3 separate regions of the Mus musculus genome follow, and all the other regions are linked to region 2. The links are chromatin contacts, called in public Hi-C and promoter capture Hi-C maps. All regions are on one chromosome and are shown on one strand. Each heading gives the region's core, a stretch centred on a gene start, on an enhancer-like site or on the middle of the called end of the contact. The rest is flanking DNA. Distances are from core to core; before and after follow the strand shown. Region 1 holds the start of Erich6 (glutamate rich 6). Region 2 holds the start of Med12l (mediator complex subunit 12-like). Region 3 holds the start of P2ry12 (purinergic receptor P2Y, G-protein coupled 12).

Region 1 (3,360 bases), core at 527-3,026, 370 kb after region 2:
CTAAAAAATGTAGCCATCACAGAAGCCATCTGGAGGCAGGTGGTCTTGACTAAGCATACCCACCACGACACCTCCCTCCCACCAGCCCACCCCACCCCATCTCTCCCCACAGCTTGACTGCCCTCCACAATCCCTGGAAGCAGAAACACAGCTTTATACCTTTACACATGTCACTTCCCTCCATAGAGGGCCAGTTGAATTTCAGGACCTAGGAAAGTGCTTACAACACCAGAATGCTCTTATTAGAATATAAGCTCAGTTGTAAGGAGCATACCACAGGCCCTGGGCTCATCGCTAGCACCCATTCCCAGCAGTCAAAGATTGTCTGCATAGGACTTCATAAGTCCCATTCACTGTCCTCACTCCCACACTTCCCCAGGTCTCTGGAGTGCCTTCCTACCCTGGGCCTGATCCACTACTCATTATGTCCCTGTCCACACATCTGACCTTTTTTTCCAAAGCCACTCAAACATCTGGACTGCCTCATTAGCCTGTGGCAAGCATTCCATTGCCCTTCAAGATCTTCCATTCTTTTAAAAACACTCTGAGCAGTTTCTCTCTGCCCCACCCACAGGAGTATTGGACAATTTCTGCCACTCACTCCCTGGTCTATATTCTAATGCCAGTGACCTTGATGAACCCTGCCAAGTAGTTAGGTACTCTGGCCAGCTACTTAAGCAGGCTTCTAGGTAGTGGCCTGACTCTACACCCAACAGAGACCTGGCTCACAGTAGTGCCCAATAAATATAGTGTCAGATTAACAGCCATCAAAATAATTGCTCAGTGAACCAACCACAAAACAGGATCATGTGGGTTTGTCTAAATGAAACAAAAGTTAAGGCCACTGTGCCACCACATAGTCCCCATCACAGAGTTGTCCTGCCTTCCATTTGACCTAAACCTTAGGTCCTCTCCCAAAACACTTTAGGGGAAGTCTGTCCTCGACGGGACCTTCCAAGGGCATCACACTGCAGCTAAACCCAGGTGCCTCCATGTCCCTACTGCGGTGTTCCCAGTGGTCTTTGGATGATATATGTCTAAAATTACAGGCCACTATTCCATATTCATCAATATCCACAAATATCTTAAAGGAATGGTTGTTCCCAGCCCCCCCACCCCCCACAAATAGGCTAACAGAAGTCAAGTGACAGAAGAAATCACACATAGTGACTCATAGGCCTGACCCTGGGCATCTAATGTTCACCATACTTTCCTGGATACTATTTTTAGTATGTGCAAATATTTCACAAAAGAAAATAATAATTTAAAGTACCATGAGTTGAAACAAGGCCCCCAAAACAAAAAGTGGCATGTGGTAGACAGATATCGCTGGAATTTTCTATTTCCAAAACAAAAGGATGGATCAAAGAATCGACCAAACTAGGGCTAGAGTAAACCAAATTATCTCAGCAGCAATATATCTCCAAAAAGTCTTACTAAACAACAAATGTAAGGCAATGTAATCATAAGACGGCAAAGAAAGGCTGGTGTCTAATATAGTAAGCAGAGTTTTACTGGAATTTCCAATAATCATATTTCTAATAAAAATCAAATTCCACAACTCCCTCAGTGCCAAATGACATTATGGGTATCCTCCTTAAAAAGCCAGAAGGTCCGGCTCCAGGGAAAGGGAGGTTGCTTCTCTGCTGGCTAAGAGGGGCTCAGAGACCTAGAGAGCAAAGGCAGAAAGAAGCTTGGCAGAAAGAAGCTTGGCGCAGGGTCCTGAGGCTTTAAACCCTGAAAGGTTCCGAGGTTGCCCTGGGAGACAGACGCTCAACAGCTGCTCCGGGGTCGAGCGCTCCGGGGCTGCCCACAAACATGCGCCCGCGTCAGGGAGTGCGGAAGCCTGGAAAGAGGAACACAAAGTCAAAAAAGCCAGATAAAGCCTCGAAGGGAAAAGAGATGGTAGAGGCAGAGAAAGCGCAGAAGATGCAGAGAGAGCAGGGGGAGGAGTTGGAGCAGGAGGGACAGGAGGAGGAGGTGGAGGAAGAGGAAAAGGAGGAGGAGGCCAAGGAGGAGCAGGGAGCTCAGGAGGAGCAGGAGGGGCAGGGAGCTCAGGGGGTGCAAGGGTGGGATGATAGGGAGGGCCAGCCGCAGGAAAGCCAGAACCTGTTCCCTGAGTCGTTGAACGAAGAAGACATCTGGAAAGCCATAGGCCCCAGTGAAGGCTTTGACGAAGACTCACCGGAATTTCGTCCCCGCTTAATTAGCGTGGTCAGCCCCAGCCTGAGCACTATGTCCCCGCCCAGCAAGGTGTCCAGCCCCTCGTGGGGCGAAGAGGAGCCGCTGCCGCTGCCGCACAGGGAGGGCTCTCCTCCTGCTTCCAGCAGCGGCTCGTCCCACAAAAGTAGCGTTGGGCTTCTCCCTCCCTCGGGATCCTGGCCTGAAGGGCGGCCGGTGCTTCCCCCTCCCCCTCTGCTGCCCTTAACACTAGCAAGTCTTGGCTGATTGCCATGATGGCCCCTAGTGTGGGATCTAAGGGAAATCGGTTAGTAAAAGTAACAGGCCACTCCTGGGGCACTAGTGCCTGTGGGGTGCTCAACTACTTACTGAAGCAGTTCTACCTAACACCTTAACACGCAGCGTTACTGTCTTCCTTTAAAAGGAAGCAGAGCATTTAGAACGAGCTTCTTGGAGTCAGAGTTCACATTTTACTGTGGGTGTATCTTAACTGTTGGGGGAAAGGGTGGTGGTGTCTTTGTGCATTCTAGGATATATTTTTTATCAGCATACACAAATCATACACACACACCTGTGACAACCACCCTGTTTCTGCCCCTCACCAAATGTTCCCTGGGGACAAAATTTCCCTTGGAGAACCGGAGGCATGGAGTGGCTAAACTGTTTAATGTTTCGTCTGACAGGCTATCCCAAAATATTTCAAACATTTAAAAAGGACTTGTCTGAAGTGACTGTAGATAGGTAAGAAAATGTTTTCAATTATCAGTATTTTTTAAATATTTAGTTAGTTATTTAATGTATGTGATTCCACTGTTGCTGTCTTCAGACGCACCAGAAGAGGACATCTTATCTCATTACAGATGGTTGTGAGCCACCATGTGGTTGCTGGGAATTGAACTCAGAACCTCCAGAAGAGCAGACAGTGCTCTTAACTGCTGAGCCATCTCTCCAGCCCGAAAAAAAATCTTTTCCTCAGCAAACAGAAAGGAGCAGAAGCTAAGTTGGGATCAATGGCCTGCAGCTACTGGCTCAGCCCGGAGAAAGTAAAAGCAATTGCACTCACTGAATGGAAAATCTTATTTTTTTTTTTTTTATTTTTAGACAACAGGATTTACTAACATCAGATTTCATGCTCTTGGCCTTGGATTTAATATACTGGCTCCTTAGTATGCAACTGAG
Region 2 (3,463 bases), core at 258-2,757:
AAGCTACGTCACTCTCCAGAAAGACCTAGTGAGGCACTAATTATAAGATGAGAAAAGTTAAGAAACGAATGTCCCTATCCCTGCCAAAACTTTTAAAATCACCTTTCTTTACACTTGGTCTTTAGAGTCTCTCTTCTTTCCAGACCTTAGGAGCTGCATAAGCACATGCTGCCCACCTGTAAACTTCCCAGCCATCTTCAATCGACTTCCCTGACCCTCAAACTCAATGGGAGAAGGCCAAAAGGAATTGCTCGTGATGATTTCTCAGACACATTATTAGCCAGTCTGGGCTGAGCCTCTACTAAAGAGACGGATACATTTATCAAAATAGAAGCCTGAAAGAACTCTGACTTGCAAAGTCCTCTTGTGAAATCAGGGGACACGCAAACTTTTATAGACTTTCCAGGCTCACGGGAAGACTAGAATACATGGCAGTTTCATGCTTAACTATAGAAAAGAGAAGATGGGTGGGCTGTAGCTGGCAAAGTCTCAAAGGACAGCTGGGGAGCAGGGGAACCAAAAAAGAGAAGATAGGCAAGTCTCTGGGCAAATTGTATAGCCAAGGGCGATCATTATTATGGCTGGAGAGTTGTTACATAATTACTTTTTAACTCCTGACACATACCTACATAGCTTACAATAACCACTGAAGCTACTGTATGTGCAACAGCCAAGGTTTCTCCATTTAATTTCATTCAAAGAAAATAAGTAATCTGGAAGCTATTCCTTTCTAAGATAACTTGTCTGCTTTTACACATACAAAACAGCCTCCGGGAAAGCCAATTTGTCTCTCTAGAAACAAAATTCGGTGTTTCTCTTCAATATTGTTTTCTTAAATTTTTTTTAAAGGCGAGAGATACAGAGGTACATTCACCGAGCCAAATATATGATCACCTCGCTAAAAAACGACTTCCATTCCAAAGTGGAGGATGTGATAAGGGTCCCTCCCCCATCCGTACCCATACCGCTGGCGCAAAACGCAAGACCACAGTGTCCGATGTACTGCATTCCAGCATTTGTCAAAAAGTTTACGAGGATTTATCGAAGCGACGGAGTAAAAAACAATAAAACAAGCAAAAACGGAGGAAAGCGAGCAAGAAGATGCTAGCGAGGTAGAAGCGGTAAAGCGCCCAGCGGCGCAGTGCAAGGCCCGACAACCGGGAAGCGACCCAGCCCCCCGCAGAGCGATCGCCCAGCGGAGCGCGGGGGTTGGCAGGCTCCGGGTCTCAGTAGCTCAGGGTCCCTGATACCCTAACCCGGGCCCCGCCTCCGATCCCCTCCCCAGCCCTTCCCCCGCAGCGCCGGGGACGCCCGCCGGGCCAGCTTGGCCCCGGGTCAGCGCTGCGGAGCGCCGCACAACCGCGGAGGCCGCCGGCGCCCTTACCTCCTTCTGCTTAGGGTCCTGCGGGTAGACGTCGGGCGGCCCGAGCCGCGGGCGCTTCAGCGGTCTCTGCTCATAGCTGAGAAGCCCGAAGGCGGCCATGATCTCTCATGTTAACCGGCGAAATGAATGAGAGTTGGAGCTGGAGCTGGAGCAGCCGCCTCTGAGCACCAGGGAGCAGCACTTTGCAGACAGACTCCCTCTTCCCTCCACTCTGGCTCGCCGTGGCGCTGCAGGCAGGAGAAAAAGCAGGTTGGAGACGGCCGCTGCCCGCGCGCAGACGCGCTCAGGGGGGCCGCCTTCGTGGGCACCCCGCTGCGCCGAGCCCCGGGACGCCTGCTCCGCGGGCGGCGGCGGCGGCGCCCGGGCTGGAGGTCGGCCAGGGTCCGCCGCGGCCACGGCCTCCCGCCACCCCCACTCGGTCCCCAGGGGGAGGAGCAGATGATGGGAACGTGTGACTTTCTTCACCAATGAACCCAAACCCACCCAGAGGGGCCCAGGCTGGGGTGGGGGAGGGGCATAAAGGGGGAAAAAACTTTTCTTGGCGCCTAGGCGGGAGGCTCGGTGCCCGCCGAGAGCTAGGCGTCCTCGGGCACGCGAGGTGCTGCGCAGCGGCCCGCGCCCACTTCCTGGCTCGCCATGCCCGGCGCTCGCAGCTTTGCACTCGGAGGACCCGCCGCCCGGGCACGGAACCGCGGACGCGGAGGGAGAGAGGCCGCGAGAGGCGAGGATGCGGACGCCGAGCGAGGCCGGTGCCTCCGGGTTCAGCCAGTGCACGAGCTGCGCGGGTCCCCTCGGCGGCGCCGGGGCGCTTTGCTGGCTGCCGGCTGCAGCGGCCGCGGCGGCTGGAGGGGGCCGCGCTCGCTGTGGCGCGGGGCCGACTTAACCCTTTGCTGGCCCTCCCGGGGCTGGGGAGGGGGTGAGCAGAGGTGGCCGCGAGCACCGACGGACACATCGGGAGCACGGGCGACTGGGCTCCCCGGGCCACCCCTAGACGTCGCGCGCCCTGATCCCCACCCCCAACAGTTTACCTGTTGGTCCCTAGCTAGCGGCTAGGCAGGGGCGGGCAGCCGGGACGCCCTGGCGGCCGCAGCCTCCATCGCTCCGTTAGGGTTGGGGAATTGGATTTGACGTTGCGAGGTGTCTGGCTCGCCAGACTGCGGACGCCGCGAAGTTTGCGGCTGCCTGGGGGCGTCGCTCGCTGTCGCCAGCGTTCTCGCCCCCACGGCCCGGGAGCGCGAGCTCCCGAGTTGGCGGACGGCGGCGCGGCGGCCGCACTGAGCATGCCCAGCTTGGCGGCCGGACCGCGGAGGAGTTGGCTGCGAGCGCCTCGAGCGCTCCCATCTGCCTCTCCGGGTTTTCGCAGCCGCAGAGCGCGCATTCCACGGGCCCTGCGCCCCAGCTGGCTGCAGGGTTAACCCGGCTATGGAACCAGCCCCAGGAGGGACCCCGGGCCTCGAGCTGCGCCCTCCGCCTCGACCCCTCCTGGGGTCGCCATCCCGGCAGCCTAGGCGAAACCTCACCTGCTCGCATCACAGGGATGGGAACCGCGGGGAGGGGGCGATCCTTTCGGGGGATCTGGTCAATCCACCTGCCGGCGCCCCTCGCTTGCTCCAGGTAGACACACAGATGCGGGGCCAAGAGCCGTGAGCATTGAGACCTAGCCTCGGAGGCGGGCCCAGCGTGTCCTAAGGGACCCTGCAGGAGGCGCGCCCAGGAGAACGCGCCAGCACTTGGCCAAGAATGATGGCTGCCATTTATCGAGTCCTCCTTTGGTTGTATGAGCTTGATGGTCTGAATTTGCTTCTAGCAACAAACCCTTCCACGGTTTTACTTCACCTTCTTTATAAATGAGGAAATTGTGTCAGCTCGGAGAGGCTAGATGACTTGTTCAAAGCTGCAAAAGCTAATGGGAATTTGAACCTACCACGGCTGCAGCTCAGGTTTCTGACCTCACCCCTCTGCTTTGATTGGGAAGGGCTGTGTGCTTGATCTGCCCTTGGCCTGATTGTATCACATTCTCCATAACTTGAGGAATGTCTTGGACGCCTAGTTCCCAGCTCTGGAGAGCATGTACACAGA
Region 3 (3,206 bases), core at 43-2,542, 260 kb before region 2:
CCGCCCCCCATGTGAGCATATCTGTTTTTGTCTGTCTTCCTCTTTAAGTGTGACTTCTTCTGACACTACCAGTAATGTCACCACCCACTGCTGTCTGCCATGTGATGAAATCGTTCTCCTGAGTAGAACTCACATCTAAATGGCTCCTGGATGCCTTCTGAAAGAAGCCCAAGTCACCCTTATTGTGACTTCTGGTTTTCCCCTCCCATGGCCACACTGCTATGGCATTTGAGTTAACTCTGAATTCTGGTGGCATGGTTTTTCCTCTTAACAGTCACCTTTCTTGCCTTTCCTTAAACTTTCCCCACCTGTCCTATACTTTTCTGTATACTTAGTCCGTCAGGATGGTCTGTGTGTCCACTATTGTAGGACCCCTGTTCTGACTACCTCTGCCTGTGTGACTTAAACCGTTCCCCGTTGGTGCCATCATGACCTGACCTGCACGTCCCGTTGCATGTAAAAGTGCATCTACTTCCCCCTAAGGGCAGGGATTCCCTCCACCATCTCCATTGCTGCAGTGCCAATGGCTACTCAGGCTGGCCTTTCTGTTATTTTAAAGAACCTTCCAAAGCGTTGTATAGAAAGCAAATGCCCATCTAATACTGCTTCTTAGAGACTACGTAGTGTTGTAACACAAGTTTTACTAAATACTGCTTACTCAGCAAATGAAAATTCTTATCAGCACACATTTTCTTATATAAACATAGCTTGTTTCCTATCCTGATGTAAAATAATAATTTTATTTTACTTTTATTTCTTATGCTAAGCTGTTACTTAAGTTTTTGGTAGATTCTAGAAATGCCCTGAAGTCCAGATAAGCATTTTAATTGGGAGATCTTTGAAGATAATGGCTTTTTTCTTTTTCTTTTTGCAATGCCAATAGCTATTGTGCTTTGATGACAAAAATTATACCACTGAAAATTAAGAAAAGTCACTTGGCTTCTATAACTAGATATATTTATATATGTGGGAAAAAACATTTACTCTTGCCTGTTTTTTATCAATAGAGTCAAATCCAGCAATTTTGTTTCCCTTTGTATCGATCAAAGAACCCATGGGTTCACACGTGATGACATCGCAGGTCTGCTTTGGCAAAGGCAGCAACTGTCGAACTTTGTCAATGCTTTCTGACCTCTTGTCTCCTAGTTCTTTCTAGAAGAAAGAGGGGGGAAAAATGTAAAAGCAAGAGAGAAGTGAGGCAAAAATTCTGACTTTACAATGAAGCAAAAGCTAACAAGAAGGAAGTTCCCCAGTGACACATTTCCTTTTTTTTAGGGCTAGTATGTCTTTAGTCCTTAGCGCAGTCTATGGAACAGCTGCAAATTGGACTGGTGAAATGTTTCATTTCTTCTATTCAAGTAGAAAATCAGGGTGCACACAAAGGCAGTCTTGTTCTCCATGACAAATCAGAGTGCTGAAATGACAAAACGCCAGTGTCATTTGCTGTCACACAGCAGGAGCTGCCGCACGGACACTTTCCCGTATCCAGGGTCACAGTGCAAGGTAACCATCAGCTTTTTTACTGTAACGTCTTCAGATTATGTATTTGCAATGTCTATTTGCCGTTCATGTCCAGGACTGTTAGTGGATTTACAAATTCAATGCAGAGCTCATTTTTTTTTTTCCCACTTGCATGTGTAAATCCAAGCATGGGTTCAAAGGAAATCTGACACTGGAGTTTTGGTTAGATATCTGATAATGCATTTTTAAAATCCTTAAAAATTAAAACACATTTTATTTGAGCACACCTTTTCAGAGAAAAAAATCGTTCAAATATCATGCTTGTAATTTTGAAGGACTGACAGAGTAGGTAAGATAACAAATAACCACAATCTGCTGAATCAGCTACACATGTAGATTAATGAGGAGGAAATTAAGACAATAATCCATAAACAACATGATTTCAGAGTAGAGGCTGATCACAAGCTTACTTTCAGTTTCTTTACTAAGTTCATGTATGCACGTTTGTTCTCTTCTGATCCCCCGGGGGAAGCACTTGATAGGTCAGAAGCCAGGGTTCCATTGATTAAAACACCCAGCATGTCAAGAACCGTTGTGAATAATTCACTGAGAAGAAAGAAAACCCCATTTTATTCTCACAAACAAAACCCGGACACACAGAATTGCCTAAGCATTTCTACTGAAAGTGCTAAGTTTTTAATGACAGCTAAATCAGTAAGTGGCAGAATTTCCTGTCAGTAGACAAAAGCTTGTACCATGCATGCATGCAGGGGAAAAAAAAAGGTATAAAATGATAAAAAACAAAATAAAACAAAACAAAAACCCAACATACTTGTTAGTGTGCATGTCAACAGTTCCCGAAGTAATTATCTGGAGGAGTAGGAGGGCCCAGTCGGTGGTCCCCTGCGTGCTCCGCTGTACCGTGTCAAACATTCCTCCTACCTAGCATACAAAATATGATAAAGATTTTGTATTGCTACCCCTATTACCATATGTGCCCAAATGTTGATTTGTTAAACCAGAAGTGATGTTAAGAACTGGTTCTTGCTAGCCACACTATGGATTATCCTACAACTGTCTCTTCTAGCTATGTGGTTATCACTGTTTATGGTTCTTTCCACAGAGGCTAGGCATTCAAAACTTAACAGAAAGTGTAACACTTGAATGTGGGCAGTCACAAAATTACCTTTCTCTTCTCATCAGTCTCTCATGGTACTTAGTTTTAGACATAACTGCAGTTAAACCTGAATAGCATCAAAACTCTGTCTCATCACCTGCAATTGTGTGATATTCGATTATTATTGCATCTGAGCCTGCCACTATAATATCCCTGGAGATGCCCTTTAACGTGGAAGGAATGAGGAGGAGAAGGTATTGCCACAGGTCTGCCAGCTCCTGGGAGGAGGTCAGAGTGCTGAAGGTGAGGTGAACAACTGCCCAGGGAGGTCAGATTGCCAAAAGCCAGAAAAGCAATTGCCCAGGGCACGTTCAGGATTTGTCAAGAGGAAATTTAAGGGAATACAAAACATGCTGAAACTTTCAGATTTCTGTAAAATATTCTTGTGAGATTTGTCTTTTTTTTTTCTGATCAATTTAACAGAATGTCTCTGAGAAAAATTGAGAGTTGACAGATTTCTGTGGTTGTAAAATAGAACACAGTGAAAGCCAACACTCCTATTAAAGGTTTGTCGGACCTCCCCTTAGCACTGCACAGGAGGAGGAGGAGAGATCTGCCAGATGGAGCC

What was found. Promoter capture Hi-C pulls out the DNA fragments that hold promoters and counts their contacts. Hi-C and Micro-C count contacts between places; a contact is called where the count stands out from the background.
Region 1: a contact with region 2 is called in a promoter capture Hi-C map of embryonic stem cells, with 2.2 times the contacts expected there. The contact joins the promoter of Erich6 here to the promoter of Med12l in region 2. A contact is called at or near these places in 3 of 39 promoter capture datasets (cranial neural crest, embryonic stem cells and frontonasal cranial neural crest) and 7 of 115 datasets of contacts at active chromatin or transcription factors (astrocytes, embryonic forebrain, embryonic stem cells and 1 more).
Region 3: a contact with region 2 is called in a Hi-C map of LSK cells, with 4 times the contacts expected there. The contact joins the promoter of P2ry12 here to the promoter of Med12l in region 2. A contact is called at or near these places in 1 of 39 promoter capture datasets (stem cell-derived epiblast-like cells), 1 of 484 Hi-C or Micro-C datasets (LSK cells) and 2 of 9 other capture datasets (liver and pancreatic islet).

What each region holds. Positions count from the first base shown.
Region 1 is chr3:58,635,623-58,638,982 of GRCm38.p6, reverse strand. It overlaps Erich6 (glutamate rich 6), which reads left to right and starts at 1,776. Exons shown (of 14, transcript NM_001081262.1): 1 at 1,776-2,347; 2 at 2,865-2,922. The coding sequence starts at 1,819. It overlaps Gm46806 (a long non-coding RNA gene), which reads right to left and starts at 2,972. Exons shown (of 2, transcript XR_001783856.2): 1 at 2,186-2,972; 2 at 1,491-1,846.
Region 2 is chr3:59,005,022-59,008,484 of GRCm38.p6, reverse strand. It overlaps Med12l (mediator complex subunit 12-like), which reads right to left and starts at 1,507. Exons shown (of 44, transcript NM_177855.3): 1 at 1,385-1,507. The coding sequence starts at 1,483.
Region 3 is chr3:59,261,071-59,264,276 of GRCm38.p6, reverse strand. It overlaps P2ry12 (purinergic receptor P2Y, G-protein coupled 12), which reads left to right and starts at 1,292. Exons shown (of 5, transcript NM_001357008.1): 1 at 1,292-1,503. Med12l (mediator complex subunit 12-like) reads right to left here. Exons shown (of 44, transcript NM_177855.3): 33 at 2,294-2,403; 34 at 1,932-2,067; 35 at 991-1,152.